2 separate regions of the Strix aluco genome follow, and region 1 is linked to region 2. A link is a contact called in public Hi-C data. All regions are on one chromosome and are shown on one strand. Each heading gives the region's core, a stretch centred on a gene start, on an enhancer-like site or on the middle of the called end of the contact. The rest is flanking DNA. Distances are from core to core; before and after follow the strand shown. Region 1 holds the start of BCL6 (BCL6 transcription repressor). Region 2 holds the start of LPP (LIM domain containing preferred translocation partner in lipoma).

The links. A called contact is a pair of places that touch in the nucleus more often than the background predicts.
Region 1: a contact with region 2 is called in a Hi-C map of brain, with 2.7 times the contacts expected there. The contact joins the promoter of BCL6 here to the promoter of LPP in region 2. A contact is called at or near these places in 2 of 2 Hi-C or Micro-C datasets (brain and heart).

Annotation. Positions count from the first base shown.
Region 1 is chr9:19,500,100-19,504,046 of bStrAlu1.hap1, forward strand. BCL6 (BCL6 transcription repressor) reads left to right here and starts at 1,405. Exons shown (of 10, transcript XM_074834005.1): 1 at 1,405-1,526.
Region 2 is chr9:19,339,999-19,343,649 of bStrAlu1.hap1, forward strand. It overlaps LPP (LIM domain containing preferred translocation partner in lipoma), which reads right to left and starts at 1,452. Exons shown (of 12, transcript XM_074833994.1): 1 at 1,376-1,452.

The sequences.
Region 1 (3,947 bases), core at 155-2,654, 160 kb after region 2:
GGGAAAGAAAAATGAGACTTGTGATCCACACACCACCACCCCCCCAAGACAAACCCTCGCAGCAGGCCCGCTTGAAATAAATACGCAAGGCTGGGCGATAGAGGCAGAAATCTCAACGGATTTACATACAGGGTGATACATTTCCATACAGGACCGGGGGAAGGCTGGGGTGACGGGCCCCCTCCTTCTGCAGCCCCCTGCAAAACCCATCCGAAATATGGATTGAAAAGGCTTTGCATTATTTCCCCCCCAGCCATCCCACACCTCCCAGCAAAGGCCTTTGCCCAGCAATAGGCAAAAAGTGCCGAAATAAAATCCCTTCCAGAAAACCCAACGCGGTTTTGCATCCCCAGCACAGTCCGACATTTCCATACAAGCAGAGTATTTACAGACTTACAGATTATTTTGCAACAATAACAACAACAGCTACAAAGAATTAACCCACCACTCCAGAGTCCTGGAAAGGAAAAGAGAAAATGGATAAAAAAAAAAAAAAAAAATTTTCTAGTCTGGAGAGTCCTGGCAAAAAAAATAATTAACATGAAAATGAAAAACGCAAAGGAAAAAGGGAAGGGGAACACATGGAGGGGGGATCTTTAAGGAAAAAGCTTCTTTCCCCAAGAGTAAATCCCCGTCGGAGGCCATGAGCTGAGCGTGGCTGTTTGCAAAAATTATTAAAAAAGCTGATTGTGGGAAAAAGAATTCTTAAAAAATGTAAAAATCCAGTGCAATGCAGCAGGATCCTGGCTTTGCTCGTTGGGTTGTATTTTTTTTTAGGGGGGTAGGGTTGCTTTTAAACGCGAAAGTGACCCCCCGCCCCAAATTAAATGTAAAAATCATATTTTAAAAAAAAAAAATAGAAGGCGTATTTTTTTTTTTTTTCAGATTTCTTCCTTTTCTCTCGCTTTCGGAGAGGGAATAGGGGTGGGGGGGCGTGGGGGGATGTGTGTTTGCACAGCCCGGAGTTGCACCCGGGACCCCCGTCCTCCTCCTCCTCCTCCTCCTCCTCCTCCTCCTCCTCCGCCGCTGTCGCTGTCTCTGTCGCCGCTGTCGCCGCTGCTGCTCCCGCCGCTGCTCCCGCTGCTGCTGCTGCTGCTGCTGCTCCGCGCCGCGCGCGCTGCTCCGCGGCCGCGCGCCGCCACCCCGCCGCGCCCCCACGTCACACACAGCACCCGCCGCCACGTGACCCACCACCCGGGCGCGACCATTAGGAATGGGGAGGGGGGGGTGAGGGAGGGAGGGCGACTCGATGGGACCCCCGCCGCCGCCGCCGCCCTCCCGGGACGCGGGCACCCCCCCCCCGAGCCGCCCCCTATGGGGGCGGCTCGGGGGGGGGGGTGCCCGCGGCCCGAGAGGGCGGCGGCGGCGGCGGCGGAGCGGCGGGGGGAGGTCCGTGGCCCTCCCCATGCTTAGCGCAATGGTAGAGTCTGCAGCTCAAATTCCGAGAATTGGGCTCTGTTGATTCTTAGAACTGGGGTTCTTAGAAGTGGTGATGCAAGGAGTTTCTAGGAAAGCCCGGAGACCAGGTGATTGCTGCTTCTATTGCCGCGGCCGATTTTACCCTTTAATTCTCTCTCTCGCGCTCGCTCTTTTTTTTTTTTTCTCTCCATTTTTTTTTTTTTCCCTCCTCTTTCCCTCCCTGCCCCGCTCCGACGCCTGGCGCGGAGCCGCCTCTATATATTTCTACCCATTTTTTTTCCCCCCCTCTTTCCTTCCCCCCCTTTCCCGCGGCAGGTGCCCCGACAGCCCTTCAATATTTATTTTTTTTTATTATCCCTTAACATTTTACATTTTTTTTCTGCCTCATTTATTTATTTAATTCCCCCCCAAACACACCCCCCTCTTCCTTGCCCGCTGTCAAGCGAGAAAAATAGGGGTGCCTGCATGTCTTAACGCTGGGAGCGTGTATAAGGGGACGCGGCGGGGGGGGGGGGGGGTGTCTCCCCTCGCCGTCCTCTCCCGGGGATTGTCGCTTATCTGGGATTATTGGCTTTCCCGCACGCGTGACGGCCGGGTGGGGACGGGGAGGACGGCGGCGGCTCCTCTCTGCACCTGCAGCCGCCCCGCGGGCGCAGGACGGCGGCGAGCGGGACTGGCGGCCGCCGGGCTGCTGGCGTTTTGCGTGACTCGGGGTCGGTTCCCAATGGCTGGATCCCTCGGTCGGGGTGTGTTATTTTTCTTCCCCCCCCCCCCCCTTTTTTTTTCACCCCCCTTCTTCTTATTTTTCCTGTTTTTTTAATTTTTTTTTTCGTGCGTGTTGTGTCGCTGTTGTCGTCTCGCCGCCGCACAAAAGCCGCCGCGGAGCGGGGCTGGCGGCAGCGCGGGGGTTCGGCCGCACCGGGCACCACCGCTCCGGCCTTTCCGCATCATTTTCCCTCCCCCCCCCACTCTATCTTGATTAATATATCGTTATTATTGTTATTCCGTCCCCGATGCAACTGCGAAACGGCTGGTGCGTTTTGCAACCTGTGGCGGGGCTGCGCCGTGATCTGTCAAGCCCCGGGCTAACAACGGGCGGTGATGGAGAAGACTTGCGGCATTTCTCTGCCCGGGGAAGGGGGGAGCCCGCGGGGAGGCTCGGCCGTCGCCGGCTGCCGGCCCCGGAGCATCGCGGAGCGGCGGCCCGGGGCGGGGGGGCGGAACTGCGCTCGCCCCGACGGTGTGTGCCGGGCCGGCCGCGACGGGCTTTTGCCGGCTGGGAAATAAAACGCGATGCAAAGCTCGGGAAGGGGGGGCGGAAAGTGTATGGAGCAACTCTGACCATTACGCGCAGTGCTCAAAATAATAATAATAATAACAATAATAATAATAAACAACCCCCGCGGGGAGGAGAGGGGTCCCCCGCCGGGAGGAAGGCGGCCGGGGGAGAAAATGGTGTGCAGCCGTGTAAGGGATGGGGTCCCGGCTGCGGGGCGGGGGGAGCCCCCCGGTGCCCCCATCACAGCCCTTCCCCTGTGTTTACTACCGCGGCGGACTTGGCGCGGCGACAGGCGCTCGTAAATCTGCCGCCGGCAGCCGCGGGGCTGGCCCCCGGCCACACGCTATTCCTGGAGCGAGCGGCGCGGCCGGCCGCGGAGAGCCGCGCAACCCCCGCGCACCGCGCCTGGCCCGCGCCGCTGCGCTCCCCCAGCCTCCCTCCGGCTCCCCCCAAAAAACCAAAAGCGAATGGGGGAAGGGACGAGGCTTTTTATTTTTTGGTTAGGTGTGTGGTTTTGTGTTTGTATATATATAATTTTTTTTAACCCCCCCCTTAAAAAAAAAAAGAAAAAAGAAAAAGGCAAAACAAAACCGAAAAAGCCCAACTTTGTTATGAAAACTTTAGTGGTCGGGCGGCAGCGACCTCTCCCGGCCGCCCCCCCCCCCACCCCCCCCTCGCCGCCCCTCCGCCTCGCCATCCTGCCGCCCCCCCCCCCCCCCCCCCCCCGCCCCCTCCGCCTTTAGTTTGCAAAGTCACAGTATGAAATGTTATGAAATCGCCTCTTGGGAAGGAGGGAAACAGAAAGCAAGGCGTTTGTTTAGAAAAATCTGCGGCGGCCTCTCAGATGTGCCTAAAAAGCTGCCTTTGACCCCCCTGTTGCATTTCCAGGGAAGAGGCAAATCTGGGCTTAAAATCATGAGTCAGAAACAACAAAAACAAACCCGGCCTGGGTTAGTTTTTTCCACTGACTCCAGTAGGCGCAGGATCAGTGCGAAGGGAGGCTGGGGCCAGACAGATGAGGCTTAGCAAGAAGCGCTGCGTTGGTCCAAAATCTCTGTCTGGGGCCAAATTCTTACCTGCGCCAGTGGAAGTGTCAGCAGGGCCGGGTATGGGATCAGGCCCTCGTTCGATCTGGGGATGCTTATTGATTCCTGTCATGAGGTTTTAAATGCTCTAAAAATTATTATTTGCCGTATTGTTCCAAAGGTTTAAAGGATAAGTGCTTTAAGAGCAAATACAGGCTGCTTCT
Region 2 (3,651 bases), core at 202-2,701:
GCTCTTAAAACTTTTGTGTATCAATTGCCTCTCGACAGAAAGATACCAAACTGGAACCCAAAACCAAAACAAAACAACTGGGTCAAAAAACCAACTTGTACAGGTGTAGGAAAAAAACAAAACAAACAAAAAAAATAATCAAAACAAAGCAGGAGAACTCAACGCTTACTTGTTTCACCAACAGGGCCAAACGGCACCTCGAGGTACAGTAGCCAGAGCAATTACAGCATGAGTTTCTCCATCAACACCTCCTACTCCAGAGCACTGCCTTCTCCCCAGCACAGCCCCAGGGCATAGAGTGTGCTCCTGAACAATGGCAGGAATAAGATTTGGCTGTTCAGAAGGGGAGGGCAGCTGGAAGGGGGAGGGAAAAAAAATATATATAAAAAGAAAAAAAAAAGCCTTGGATGACGTAAGGGTGTGGGAAACTTTTACGTCCTTACCTGCTGGGGAAGGATGGGCCTCCCCTGGCGTATAAAAACCTGCCAGGGCTTTATTCAACTTATTTACTACCGAGCCCCGGCCGAGGGGTCGGCGGGTACCAGGTGCGGCGGGGCCGCGCTGCAGCCGCTCGGAGCGGAGCGGCCCCGGCCGGGTGCACCTGCGGCCGGTAGCACCGAGCCCGGCCGTCCCGGGGGGACCCCGGCCCGCAGGCAGCCCCCGCTCACCGCGGAGCGGGCAGGCGTGCGGCGGGGCCGCTGAAGTACCGGGGAAGTTCAGCCCTGCCCCGCACCCGAGAGCTGCCCCCGCCCCATCGCCGAGCTCGCACCGGGCCGGGCCGGGCCGTCCCCCCTCCGGCGGCCGCGGCGCCCCGGGCGGAGGGAGGAGCCAGGCGCGGCCCCCCCCGGGCGGTCGGCAGCGCTCCCCGCCCCGACCGGGGGCTCCAGCTGTTGCACAGCTGCCTCGGCGGGCGGAGAGGTGGGGGGGGGGGAAGAGGAAGGGGGCAAGTTATTATCTGCAACAATACCTCGGGGGGAGGAGGCAGCGGAGGCGAGCGCGGCGGCGGCGGCGGCGGCGGCGGGAGGAGGCGGCGGGGGGAGGCGGGGCCGGGGGCGGGGCCACGGCCGTGCCCGGGACCGCCCCGCCGCGCCCGCCCCTCGGCCCCGCCGCCGGCCCCTTCCGCCCGCCGGCCCCTTCCGCGCCCCGCGCCGCTGCCCCGCCGCGTCCCCCGGGCGGCCCCTCCCGCGCTCGCTGCTTCTGTACCCGCATCCCCCCGGCATCCCCGCGGCCAGCCCCTCCCGCGCTCCGCCCTCCCGCATCCCTCCCTCCGGTCCTTCCAGCCCCTCCCGCGCCCCTCCGCATCCCCCCGGCCGCGGCGCTCCCACCTCCCGTATCCCTCCCCCCGGCCCTTCCGTGCCCCCCCCTCGGCCCTTACCTCCCCTCGGGCGAAGGAAGCGGGGGGCGGCAGCCCCGATCTCGGCGGGACGCCCCCAAAACAAAAAGCGAAAGCGGCGGCCGCTGCCTCCCGCCCCGCCGGGCTGCTGCGCTCTGCCCGGGGCTGACGTCAAGGGCCCAAATTCCTGCCTTTCCCTGCAGGCAGATTTGTCCATGTAAGGGCTGGGGCTGGGGCCGGGGCCGGGGCCGCCGCACGGCGAGGGACGGCAGCTACCGGTACCTCGGAGGGGGACGACGGGGCTGGAGGCAGCCCCGACCCCGCGGGCATCACCCTCCTGCCCTGTAACCGGGGCGGGGGGGGGGGGGGGGGTTAGGCCCAGAAACGCGCACCGTGATTTGCAGTATTCAGCTTTTCACAGAGAAGTTTTGTCCGGGGCTCCCTATGATTTTGTTGGGGTGCTTTTCCAACCAACTTCTTCCCTGTGCTTCCCCAAGCGGGGCGCCTAAAGAAGTGGGGGAGGTGAAAGGTGCTCGGAGTTACAAAGGAGCTGCCTGCTCAGAGATTCAAAGCAAAACCTGTCGAGCATACTAAGGAGAGGGGGAAGGGAAGCTATTTTCTGATCGCTTTCTGTTTGATTGTTTTGTGGCTATTTATAAGGACTGCAATTAAAATAATTCGGATTTCGAGTGTGATTGTTTTTATAATGGAATGCTACCCTGTAAGTAGCTGTTGGGTATCTGCATGTGCCCTGAAGAGAACGGGAAGACAGAAGGGTTACATTGCATTCAGGCTGTGGAGGGGAGAGTTGCCAAGCCTTACTCATTTGGAAAGAGATTTCTGGATGAGTTTTTAAGCACTTTAAATGTATTTCATTACGACGATAAAGGGCTCTGCTGTGCACTTTCAGAAGATGTTTACAATCTTATCCATTACTAGCTTTAATGTCCACAGTCACTGCTTGACAGCCCCAGGAGGGAAAGTTTGCACGTAAGGACCCAAAAAAGGACATTAAGTGCCTAAAAGACTTAGAAGCTGGAGTACAGAGTTATGATCCAGCCTCCCTCCCTCTTTCCTGGCTGCCAAAGTGTCTACAGCACGCTCAAGATTGACCCAAGTGCTCTGGCAGAGTGGAGACCCCAGGAGATGCCACCCCACCCCAATGGACACCCCTTCCACAGCAGGCCCCCACAGCAGGGGAAGCATGAGTTAGCTCAAATTCAGTCCTGGGTACAAATCCCCCATCTGTGGTTGGTTTGATGTCCTGCATTGGCCCCTGAACCAGGGGTGCTAAATTCCTCCCGAGGGATGGAGAGGGCTGCCAGGACCAGATGCTATCTTAGAAGCACTGCAGCTAAATCTGCGTGAGCCCGTCAGTCACAGCCACAGACGTTTCTAAGCGTTATGACTATGACTAGAAATACCCTAGCCTTGTCCTAGCCGCCTACCCTGTGTTTAAACCCTGCTGAGATCCAAAACCAAAGCAGAATAGCGCATGAGTCACCAGGGCCCCGTGCCGTAGGTGTACCTCGAGAGCCGATAGCGCTCTGTGAACATGGCCTGTTGTGAAAGACACGGGCATGGCTGCTTTCTAAAGTCCGGGTGAATGAGACCGTAGCACCAGCACAGGCTGAGCAGGCAAAGCCTTTGCCTGAGGCCCTGTAAACCTGGGTTCAGTTCCCTCCCTGGAGAACCTACAGTTCATGTGTCTCCTTCCAGCTGAGTGCTTTGACCAGCAGGCTGGAAGGTCATGCTCCTTCTTCATTGCGCTCGGAGGACAACTCCTGATGGTATTTTTGGGGGCAGGCAGTCAGCACGAGGGACTTCCTGGCACTCATATATGTCAGCTTGGTGGGGCTCTTGACAGAGCCCAGATTTTTAATGCTCCAGAGAAACAGATTTACAGAGGGATTGTGGCCTGGTTTTTTTCTTCTCTGTTCGATCTTTCTTGAAAATCTGCAACAACCCTTGTGTTGTATCAACTGGTTTCTAGGGGAAGCATCTGAAAACTAAAAGAAACTGTTTGGCCCAAGATGAGAGACAAGTGTTCTCCATTTTGTATTTCAGAGAAAACCAGTGGTCAAATATTTTCCTTGTCCCATATCCAACAATTATTGCTTCTTTATCCATCAAGCTTATGCAATTTTCCAGTCATGTTAACAGAAGAGAGAATACTTTGCACATCCATAGCAGCCTCCTTTGAATGATCCCAAAAGTTTTAAGCTTTGAGCCTCCGGAGTGTGAGATAGTAACTACTACTACCTCCATTTTGCAGGCAGATGAACTGTGACTAATCCTCTGCAGCACAGCAGCAGAAG